Regions from separate parts of the Mus musculus genome. Here region 2 is linked to region 1. The links are chromatin contacts, called in public promoter capture Hi-C maps. All regions are on one chromosome and are shown on one strand. The core of a region is the stretch at or near the end of the contact, and the rest is flanking DNA. Distances in the headings are between cores, read along the strand shown.

Region 1 (5,801 bases), core at 1,628-4,127:
ATATGTCTGGACATCTGTATTGTACACTGGCTCCACGGGCTTGCCACAGTTTTATAAACAGACAGCATCACACCTTGCAAATAGATTATGACATTGATACACACATGTCCCAAAGCCACTGGGCATCTCTCAGACTCTGGACATTATTCACATGTCCCAGGTGAAGAGCAAGCCTGCACTCTGGGGGAGCCCCGTGTGACTTTGCTCAAGTAAACTCTTTCTTAAGTCGGCTTTAAGGAAGAGCCTAGAGGACGGGGGGGGGGGGTAATTCTAGGCCACCTTCTTCCTCTGACTGTTGCCACCATGTTTACAGCCCTGTTCCCAAGTGTCACTCAAGGCCACTTGGGAGATCTCAGTTATTTTTCCAGACAAGGTACTCTGGTCAGTTTTGGCTTGTGGTCATGACGGTCATTTGTGTGCCATGATTCTCTGTTCTGTGTCTGTTTTAATTTCTATGGCATCTATTACCACAGTAATGGACTAACAGGGCCTTTCACTCTCTCCCCCTGGTATATCTCCTAATATCTCCTGCCAGAAAACAGAAAGTGCTCCTTTTATGTATAATTTCCAGCCATACATCACAGTCTAGCTTCTGGAAAGAGATAGGAGCCTAAGCACAGGCTATCCCAATCATGTGTGCACATGGCTCTACAAACAAAAAAGCACACAGCGTTACATGAACAAATATGGGCATGACCATGAGACATGTCAAAGGATGCAACATTCAGAGGTGTCGGAGTTGTTTGCAAATGCCCCCCCCCCATGATCTGTAGTGTGTACCTGTGGTGTTCACGGGCTTCTGTGGGAAGCTGTCAGGGGATGTGTGAGATGTGACTGCACCCATCAGTGGGCTTGTGTCCAGATCGTGGACCTGCAAGTCCCACAGTCATGTTCTACGTCTTCGTGTTGATTAGCAGTGTACACTGAGCGGCCACGCCTCCCCTCCCTAGCCTGGTCGCATGCGAATGCACTCGCAGAGCAGCCTTGTGCCCATCCCATTTCAGCTGGCCCTCCCCAGTGATGTCATCGCTGTGGCCTGAGCCGGTACCTGCCCTTCAGTGCCTCACCTGCGTGATAGCGGCGTCGTATTAGGGCTGAGGAGGCACTGTGGTTTACAGAAAATTATTTTTTAAAAGATTCAGATCTCAGGAAGTTCCAGCAGTCAGCGTCACACACACACACACCCCCTCCCTCCACCTCCTAATCTGCTCAGGGCAGTGCTCACAAGCACCGTTTGTTCCAGACGATTCTTCATTTATTCTCCACCCCCTACCACACTCCAACTCAAACTCCCTACGGCTGGAGATTAGTCTTTTGTGAGGCAGGTCATCAAAGCTTTCTTAAAGTCCCAGTAAATTATACCCCTGGTTTCCCTCTTCAATTCCTTTTTGTTACTTTTTCAAAATATTCTATTAGTTTTGTTACGTATGATCTCCCTTTTGTGAATCCATGCTGAATATCTTTAATTAAATCATAACTTTCCCTATTTTGTCTCTGATTAGTGTTTCCAATATCTTCCCCACTGCTCAAGTCAAGCTTACTGGTGTTTAATTTCCTTGATCTCCCTCAGAGTCATTATTAAATATAGGTGTTGCATAAGGGCTCTGGTCCACCCGCACTTCTCTGGCTTCTCGGGGTATTTGTTAATGGGCCCCCAGTCACCTCACCTCCTCCTGCACAGAGTCGAAGATGGCTCCCACTTGCTCCGGAGTTATCAGTCCTTAGGTAGCCTGATTCCTCCCTCACCTGTTCTGCCGCGACGCTGATCTCCTTTGGAAACACTTGTCTGCCGCTAGCATCTGCTCACATCTTCTCTTTGTGGACATAAGAAGGCAAATAAAGTAGTTTTATTTATTTGTTTTTGGCAGTTGTCATACCCATCCCAATACACCAGGCTCTCTGCCTTTCAGATTTTATTCTCTCTCTCTCTCCCTCTCTCTCTCTCTGTGTGTGTGTGTGTGTGTCTGTCTGTCTGTCCTTCTGTCTCTGTCTTTCTTTCTCTCTTTTTCTTTCTGTCTGTCTCTGTCTCTCCCCCCCCGCCCCGTGTGTGTGTCTATCTTTCTGTCCCTCTCTGTGTCTTTCTCTGCCTCTGTCTCTGCCTCTGCATGTGTCTCTGTCTCTCTCTGTCTCTCTGTGTGTGTGTATGTGTGTGTGTGTCTGTCTGTCTTTCTGTCTCTGTCTTACTTTCTCTTTTTTTCCTCTCTGTCTGTCTCTGTCCCCCCCCCCAATGTGTGTGTCTATCTTTCTGTCCCTCTCTGTGTCTTTCTCTGCCTCTCTCTCTGCCTCTGCATGTGTCTCTGTCTCTCTCTGTCTCTCTCTCTGTGTGTGTCTGTCTGTCTGTCTTTCTGTCTCTGTCTTTCTTTCTCTTTTTTTCTCTCTGTCTGTCTCTGTCCCCCCCCATGTGTGTGTCTATCTTTCTGTCCCTCTCTGTGTCTTTCTCTGCCTCTGCCTCTGTCTCTGCCACTGTCTCTCTCTGCCTCTCTCTCTCTCTGTCTCTGTCTCTCTGTCTCTCTGTCTCTCTGTCTGTCTCTCTTTCTCATCTTCTCAGTACACAGCAGCCCAGGCTATCCTCCACCTCTCAGTCTTCCTGCCTCTGCTTCTCTAGTGCTGGGGATATAGCTGTGTGCCACCAGGCTGAGCACTTCATTAGGTTTTAGAAAAGCATGCTTAGTGTGCACAAGACTCTTGAGTTCAGTTGCTAGCACAAGGAAAAATAAAATAAAATAAAAGCACCACAACTCAGTTTCTAGGACCGTTTTGCTAAGTCCCTGGTTCAGGAACAGGCATTTCCTTCCCCTCACAGGTTCATAGCAGTTAATCCAGGGCCAAGAGTGCTGACCCTCAGCTGTTCCGGGGGAGGTGGGAGGTGCTGGGGCTTCCCTGACAACCACCAGGAGAAGAATCTGGCTCCCATTATGGGTCGTAGGGAGTTGTAACGTTTCCCACGAGCTGCTCGGGAAGCCTTTCATCTGAGCTCAGCTCTAACCTGGACAGTTTCCTTCACTTTCATTCCTGTGCAGCCTCTGACCTGCCCCTGTGTCTAACTCTATGTTTTTGCTATCCAGGGACTCCCTCACTTTCAGGTAGCATTGTGGGCTCAGCCTCAGGTGGGATTTGCTTCCTCTCTGGCCTGCATTCCCTGGACTCAGATAAAGGGCTGCCCCTCTAAAAGCTGCCAGCCACTGTCTTCAGAGACTTGGAGCAGCAGGCATTCCTGTGAAGAACATGGGCTACAGGAGCAGCTTTTGAGCCTGACCTGAGGTCCCAAGAAGCCTTCCTTAGATGCACTTCTCTTCTGCCCCTCCTGACCTCATTTCCTCTTTCAGCACGCACAGTGTAGACAGATCTTTGCGCTACGACATTGCTCTCCAGCTGTAACTTCCATGCCAAGTTTAAAAGTGAGATCCTTCCTAGAAACCCACGGGCGTTCTCGACCTACATAACAGCAAAGGGCCAGGGTGATGGCCCAGGAACAGAAGGTGCCAGGTTCTCCCCTCCGGCAAGAGCTGCTGGCCTTATGCAGGGATCCAATTGCAGAGGCGACATCAGCCAACAAAAATTTCAAGAAAGTATGACTCATAATTAGTCCTTTTGACATTGTTTCACATCAAAAGACATAGTCTGTGTTCTGTGTCCCTCACCCGAACATGGAAACTGCTGGAGTTTGCACGCACAAAGGGATTTGCGATTTTAAAAGCTTAATAAAGGCTGTCCACACAAAACACACACACACACACACACACACACACACACACACACACACACACACACGCCAGTTGGTTTCTTTAAAGTGGATTTAATTAGGTCAGAGAGCCTGTTACTTTGGGGGGGGGGGAGTGGCGCAGGGTGACGATCATTTAAACCATATTTTCAAGTTACCATGTTGTACTCTGCTAGACGGTGCCTCACAGATCCACACACGAGAAGCGAGAGCTAAGAGCTCCCTTGGAGCCTTAGAGCTCCTTTCTCTCAACTACTGGTTCTTCATGAAGAGAGGCCACTGTCCCTTGCCTCGGAGTTATGGGGTGGCATGGCTGGGGCATGTCATTCTGACGTTTACTAAGATTTCTGAGACCCAGGTCCACACCGAGGTCTCCACCCTTGTCAAGGAGCTACCAGCAGCTGCTGCAGACGTGGAGGGTTGGCCCCAGTCAGCCCCTGGGCCATTTTGGTAGCGATTTATAGATGGACTTTGTGAGTGAGGAGTGGGGGGGAGGGAAGGGAATCAAAGTCACAGGTGCTCCATTATAACGACTGGAACACTTACAGAGTCGGACGCTCTGTCATTTAATAAACCTAAAAACGAAAAAGCTTTTGTCTGTAAAAGGTGACCAATAGAGAAAGAGTTTGGATTATATGATATCTCATAACTTAATCATATGGCTCTTAAGAGGGGGACATACACAGCTGTGTCTCGCTAATATGCATGCAATATGTGTAAGCCGATATGCTTTAATTCGAAACTTGTTTTTAGCAGGAAGAAAAAAGCGTTTAGATGAGGAACATTAAGATTCAATATTAACCATTTTCCCCCCTTTGGGCAAAATTAGTCATCACTTGATATTTTTTAAAGCAGTATTTTATTATTATTATTTTATTTTTACTTTTTATTTTTGCTACACTGAGATGTGTCCAAAAATCTTCAAAGTTATGTGGCAGAGTGAACAGGAGACAGCAGCAGCCCGTTTTTAGCTGTCAGGGGACAATGGGTTTGGAAATATGGATTCTTTCTCTTTTAGCTCTCAAGTCTTCTGTTAAATACCCCAGACCAAGGGACAGGGCAAAGGTTAGGGTAGTTTGAAAATGGTTTCCGGTTTTGTGCTGCCTCTATTAGGCACACACGCTGGCGTTTTAATTGTTACTCTGTACTACTTTAACCTGAATTATTTAAGTATATTTGCCTTAATAATCTTACCCCCCCCCCAAAAAAAAAACCCACCAAGACAAAGGAATTGTAGATTAGAGACTTTTTATTTTCAGGGCAAAATGATACGGATAAGTGAACATCAACTGACCAGAAATTATTTGCTTCTGTCTGTTAGACACGTAATGGAGTCATTTAACTAGTCAAATTAGGAGCCGCAGAAAGCACCATGCTTCATTACTGAGTTCGAATGGGCACCATTTTACATTTACGTCAAAAATTATCTCATAGCAAATTAATGTTTTCATTGTGCCGAAAAGCTGGAGCTATGCAGTATTAGCACCACCTAGAGGCTGCTTGGAGAACTGCTGGGGAGGGAGGCAGCTCATGCCAGGGCCAGATCAGGTTATTGGCAGCCTGGATTAGGCACAGCCCGTACATGGCGAGGGAGCGAGGAGGTAGGACAGTTTTCCCGATCTCGGGGTGATGCTCTCTGCTCCAAAATATTCTCAGTCTTTGATACTCACTCAAGTCCTGTACGTAGTTCTACTTAAGATTGTAAATTATTTTGTGTGTTTGGATGTTTTGCCTGTCTGTGTGTGTATCACATGCGTGCCTTTCCATTCCAACATGCAGGGGCTCTGAAAGAGAGCAGAGAATCCCCTGTTGCTGGAGTTACAGATCATTATGAACTGCCGTGTGGGTGCTAGGAACCACACCCAGGTCCTCTGTAAAAGCAGACATGCTCTACACACTGAGCCATCTCTCCAACCCTCATGCCTGTACTTCTTATTTCTCTCATACTACACATGAGCTCTTTTTCCTTCCCAAGACTTACGCTGTATGCAGACATCAGATGTAAGCCAAAGCAGTGTTTCTAACATAAATAAGAGTCCTGTCTGCCATGGCTTTACCAAAGTGACATCATTATAACCTA
Region 2 (5,801 bases), core at 1,600-4,099, 640 kb before region 1:
AAGACGGTGTTGAGTCACTAGAGCTGGAGGATCCAAAATCGTCACCTGAAAGAACAGCAAGTGCTCTTAGCTTTGGCAACATCTCTTTTAGCCTCAAGGGACTCTCAATTTTGAGTGAATGTTTGAGAAAGTTTCCAGAGAGGTTTAACTGAGAGATCTGTACTAAGAGTCCTATGGATTGGGGTTCTAGACTGGATGAAAAGGGAGAAAGTCAGAAGCCAGCTGGAAGGTAGCATCCGTTTCTCTGCTTCTTGATCTGTAGAGATGTGAAGATCCTATCCCATGCTTCTGCTGCCATGAACTCTGTCATGCCTTCCCCTGACAAGAAGAGCTGCCTAAAACATACATGCCTACTTGCTCTCTCAAGGGTTGGATTCTTTAAGGAGGTATTGATAGAACGAAGGAGAACTTTCTTTGAAGCCTCCAAAAGCCTGTATTTGTATAGCGTGATGTGCCCTCTTTATAGCAACCACTTTAGATACAAATTCATATCCGTAGACTGGAGCTGGGATTGGGGGCCAGCCTTCTGTAGCACAGGGTCTGTGGTGATCTGGGGCTAATCCCATCAAAGAGGAGTGGAGGGTAAGGAGCTGTCCTTGGACATTTCAGGGGTGGAGTGGCAAGCCACACCAGATATATATTTTACTTTTGGGTTGCTGTGACTGACAGAAACAATGTAAGGGAGGAGACGTTACCATTGTCCTGTAGTTGGCTCACCATTTGTCCTGTAAGTGCTGTTGGTAAACTGCATGTGCTGCTTGCTGAGAGCAGGACAGACTCTCCCTACCTCAGATTCACCCAAGTTTATCACTCATGTCCTTGGAGACACTTTCTTGGGGCAGGCTGGCCTCTGTGCTTCTGTGACAGGGAGAAAGAACAAACAGCTATAATAGCACCCTTGAGGACAGATAGAAGGCGAACCGTTTCTAATGGAAGTTACTATCGTCTATCCTGTGACTGCCCGAGGTGGGGAGGAGAAATAGGAAGCTCATTGGTGGGGTGAACTCTCTGCTCTAGCTGGAAACATCCCAAACAGAGCTCCAGCCTTTTGGACAGACTCAGCCCAGTCTTTCTGGGGCATGTTGTAAGTGCTCAAGTTGATGTTATCTGTCTGCTGTTTGCTGCTGATTTTATTCTTGCTTGCTTTCCCGCTCTGGTTACCCTAGATAGTTCTGCTAGACGTCGTAAGGGCCTGATTTATTTTGTTCTCTATCTGCTTCTTGCTACATGTTCTTTTGCTTTTGCTTGATACATGTCTAAAAATGCACTCAAACATAAACAAATCTATCCTAGATCACTTTCTGTAGGGAATGCCATTCCAGAGGATTCAGTGTATTATGGCAGGGAGGCATGGCCTGCCTCAGTTTACTTCACAGCTGAACAAGAGGCAGAGAGTGACAGGTAGTATCCAGGGATGCTATACCAAAGACTTACCCCACTGACCGACTTCCTCCACTTAGGTTCTACATTCTAAACGACATACTAAATTCCCCACCCCCTCACTTTTCAAGACAGGGTTTTTTTGTGTAGCCTTGGATGTCCTGGAACTCACTCTGTAGACCAGGCTGGCCTCAAACTCAGAGATCTGCCTGCCTCTGCCTTCCAGATTCTGGGATTAAAGGTGTGAGCCACCACTGCCTGGTACATCCTAATTTTTAAGTATCCTTCCAAATTAGTACTACCTGTTAGGGACCAAGTATTGAAACACATGGGGTCAGTTCATATTCAAAGCCCAGCACTAGAGAAGTAGCTTCTGCGGTGCCCTAGGAGTCAGGGATGCTGCTATTGGCGGGAGGCAAGATGAGTGCTCAGAGTTTGACTGTGTTTCAGAGGTTGCTGCATCTGCAGGGAGAGAAATTCATATTTACCATCTTCCCCAATCGTCCCTGCTTTTTCTTTCTTGATGCAAGTGATCAAAGGATGGATGTGGACTTGGGAGCTGGAACAGAAGTGGAAGATAGGGGCAAACAGACCCACAGAGGGCCAGAATTCTGCAGGTGCCTGCCAGCCTGTTCCTATACACACAATACTGAGGTAATAGGATCTATGCCTATTGTCCGGGCTTGGGATAGAGTTAGGACAAGGCCACAAGGTAGACTAGAGGACTGCCACAAACAGAGGCTGCACAAAGGGCTAGGGGGAGGAAGTGAGTCCAAGAGATTTATTCAGCTCAGGCTGGCCTGGAACTTGCTATGTGGACCAGGCTGGCTTCAAACTCACAGATACCCTCCTGCCTCTGCCTTCAAACTGTTGGGGATTAAAGGTGTGCTCCCTGCTCCAGCTTCCAATTTTTAAAATACTGAGTGGAACAGGGATGGGGATTTAGCTCAGTTGGTAGAGTGCTTGTCTAGCAAGTCCAAAGCCATGCATTTGGTCCCCACTGTTAAACAAAACACCAGAATTATAAAATACATGGGATAGGGCAGCAGCTGTTGTTGAAAAATGTGCTACACAGTGCATACGTAGTAACATAGTAATATTAATACTGCAGCTTAATATATGTAAGGAAAATTGTAATGTGTACAGTAATTAATACATACGCAAAAATATAGTTGTATATTGTGCATTTTAGCTCATTAAACCACATTAGTTCATTAAAAGGCATGGGAAACAGCTGAATTTGATAAAATTAAATGAGCTTATGAAACAGTCTCAGTGCTCATATTAAGTTCCTACCACCACAGGCAGCGCCAAGCGAATTGGGACCCACTATCCCGCCGCCTCTCATCCTGTGCAGGGGTCCTGAGCGGCTCAGCCTCCACCCCACCCGGAGGCCCTGTCCCCGCCATAGCCCCGCCCCCTAGGGCGGAGCTTGAGAGCTTCCCGGCGTGCTGCGCGGGCGGGGCGAGGGGCGGGGCGTGCGCGGAGGCGCGGCAGTCGCGGGACGCTAAGCTGGGCCCGGTTGCGGGAGAAGAGCGTGGCGCGCCTGGTGTAGGGCCTGCTGCTCCGAGGCGGCGGCGGCGGCGGCGGCGGCGGTATGCGCGTGTGAGATGCGGCCGCGGGTAGCCCGGACGCGAGCGGCGGCCCCCGGGGCAGCGGCGAAAGTGAGCGCGGCCTCTTCAGAGAGAGGCGTGCAGTGCATGAGGGCGAGCGCGCGGGCGCTGGGCATCCGCCGGCCACGCCGTCTCCATAAACACTTGTTTAGGACTTGTTCGCCTCGCTGAGGCTGCGGCGCCGGGCATGGAGCCCCCGTCCGAACCCGAGCCCGAGCCCCAGCCCCTTGCAGAGGCCTCAGCCGCCGCTCCGCTGCGCGCACCAGAGGTGGCGCGGCTTCGCGAGGAGCAGGAAAAGGTAACAGGCCGCGCTTGGTTCCGGCCCTGGCCGGCTTCCGCATGTGGCCGCGACACTCTGAGCAACCTCTAATGCGGCCAGCCCTCTGCGTGAAACCGAGATCCCCACGCGCGAGCTGCGCAGCCTCGGGCCGCGGGGACCACGGGAGAAACTTTTGTCACGTGCATTTGTTGTCTTTTGTCGGTGGCCCTTTGACCTTCCCCGGAAGGGATGCGGGGATGTGGGGAATACAGAGGATGCAGGGGATAGGATAATCGGTTGACCCTGAACTGAGAGAGCAATTGTTGGGACTAAATAAAAATACGTGTTTTTTTTTTTTTCCTTTTTGGTTCGGGGATTACACTGTGAACAGAAGTGGTCACTCTTTTTACCCCTTAGCTATTTATTATCTAAACGTTGGTACAATGCGCGCGTGCGCACACACACACACACACACACACACACACACACACACACACACACGAGATATCCTTATTTGATTGAGCGTCCAAGTTTGACTACGTTGGTGATGATGCACTTCCTGTGCAATCCAGCTCTTAGGTTTAGTAGTCGACAAGAGAGAAGGCCTTTGTTAAATTTTAACTTCAAGCCTTTATTAAACAAGGCTTTCCCCACTTTTTTTTTTTTTTTTTGATCTACCAGAGGAGAGGAGAATGCTTAGAATCTCCGAATGGGAATTATTATATATTTTTTTTTATAAGGAAATGTTATGTAGTTAAGAACTACAGCTCGATTGTTAAATGTGAAATTGTCCTGTGGATTCTGTAGGTTTTCAAGTTGATTCTCCTGACGTGCCTTGAAATTCTTTGAAAAGCGACATTTAATTTGCTTAAACGTCACATGTCCTGTTGCCAGAGTGAGGTATTAATAAAGGTTTAGGAAGTTGCATAAACATTTGAGAAGCTCTATTTTTCTATATTTAAATATTTTTGCGTGTAAACTTTATGTTATTTATTTGGAATTTACTCCTGGAGAATTGTACATGCAGTCAGTTAAATCTATTTCGTCCCTTCAACTTAACTCCCTTTCCCTCCCACACATCCCCCTTCCAACTTCATGTCCTTTTTTTTTTTTTTTTTTTTTTTAAATATCTCAGTCCAGCTAGTGCTTGCCCATATGTGTTAGATAGAACCATCCAAGGAGCACGGGCACCACAAATCCCATGTGTCAGTCTTTGTCCCTTAGCTGTTGTCAACTTCCAGTAGCTCCTCAGTTAAGGGTGGATCTTGGGAGCTCCTATTTCATGTAAGCTTGAATTTTTGCTATGAAACCCAAACTCCTTTTTATTCATATACCTATGTAAAACTTTTCATGAAATGTGGTTAGAAAAATTGCTGAGGTTAACTATATGAAAGTTTTTCCTAGGTCCCAAGAAATCCCTTTTGGCTTAGAAACCACCTGTTAACAGATTGTAGGAGTCTTTCATACTTTGGTTAGCTCCTGCTGCTGCTGCTTTATATATATATATATTTTTCCCCGTTTTTCCCTAATACATAATACAACTGTTGGATTTTAAACTTGTTCTTAAAGATGAGAGTTTAAAAGTTAACCTAGTTTAATTTAAATCACAAGACGTATTTGCTTTTATTGATTTATATTTTTATTTATTATGGTTCTAGGAGAGCTATATTATCAGTCAACTTTTTAATTTTTGAAACATGTTCTTTTTAAGTTGCCCAAGCTGGCCTTGAACTCCCATTGTAGCCCAGCCTGGACTTAAAGCTGTAAGCCTCTAAACTCAGCCTTCTAAGTAGGTGGGATTACCTGTGGCATCAGACTTGACTTCATCTTAATTTTTTTTTAAAAGGAGAAACAGATTTTTAAAAAGGAAAATAGAGGAAAATAAGAAAGAAAGAAAGAAAGAAAGAAAGAAAGAAAGAAAGAAAGAAAGAAAGAAAGACAAACCAAAACAAAGCCCTACATATTGCCTCCTTGTTAATTTTGACCAAATTGTGAAGTGTCCCAGGGTAGCTGGTACCACTGCCTCTAGCCCATATGGAAAACACTTTTGCTTGTGAGTAATGCTGATCAGCATCTTTGCTTCCCTGTGTCATTTTTAAAAGGGAGAGCCTGGGTTTTATTCTGATGTTAGGGTGAATGAAATACGAAGGGTACTTTGGGGTGTTCTGAACAGCTTATTGTGGTTAGTATTATATTTGAGCGAGTACCTGTCTTGGGTGCTAAACTCAATAGGAGACTGAGTGTTTTCAGTGGATGTGGACTTCAATACCTTTGTCAGTCACATCTTGTGTTAATGTTAAGTTGGCATACAAATTAAATGTGCATTTCTGTTTGGGTTAGGTAAAATGCCTCCCAGTTTATAAGAAAGCCCTTCAGTATTTACTTAACAGACTATTTACATAATAGAAAAATCTGCATTGGTAGACAGGAGAGTCACAAGGGCTTAACAAGACACCCTGGTTAGATGCCTGTGCTTTATTTAGAGTTTTGCACAGGAGAGCTTTGCTTTGTAAATAGTGAGTTAGTAATTTTGTGAGGGACTTTACTTA

Evidence for each region. Promoter capture Hi-C pulls out the DNA fragments that hold promoters and counts their contacts.
Region 2: a contact with region 1 is called in a promoter capture Hi-C map of second pharyngeal arch cranial neural crest. The contact joins the promoter of Uri1 here to the enhancer-like site in region 1. A contact is called at or near these places in 14 of 39 promoter capture datasets (the 3T3-L1 cell line, 3T3-L1-derived adipocytes, the C10 cell line and 9 more), 2 of 15 datasets of contacts at CTCF or cohesin (large pre-B cells and pro-B cells), 3 of 484 Hi-C or Micro-C datasets (the C2C12 cell line, the G1E-ER4 cell line and muscle stem cells), 15 of 115 datasets of contacts at active chromatin or transcription factors (astrocytes, bone marrow-derived macrophages, cardiomyocytes and 12 more) and 3 of 9 other capture datasets (adipose tissue, embryonic stem cells and liver).

Annotation. Positions count from the first base shown.
Region 1 is chr7:37,373,492-37,379,292 of GRCm38.p6, reverse strand. It overlaps a transcript of Zfp536 not described here. Among named protein-coding and RNA genes, the nearest start is that of Gm30483, 48 kb to the right of the region's middle. Within about 2 kb of position 2,877, at least 18 of the 459 cell types and tissues checked have an H3K27ac peak or open chromatin away from gene starts, as enhancers often do. A contact at or near this core is called in the C2C12 cell line, muscle stem cells and second pharyngeal arch cranial neural crest, where this site is marked.
Region 2 is chr7:38,016,600-38,022,400 of GRCm38.p6, reverse strand. It overlaps Uri1 (URI1, prefoldin-like chaperone), which reads left to right and starts at 2,849. Exons shown (of 11, transcript NM_011274.5): 1 at 2,849-3,291. The coding sequence starts at 3,181.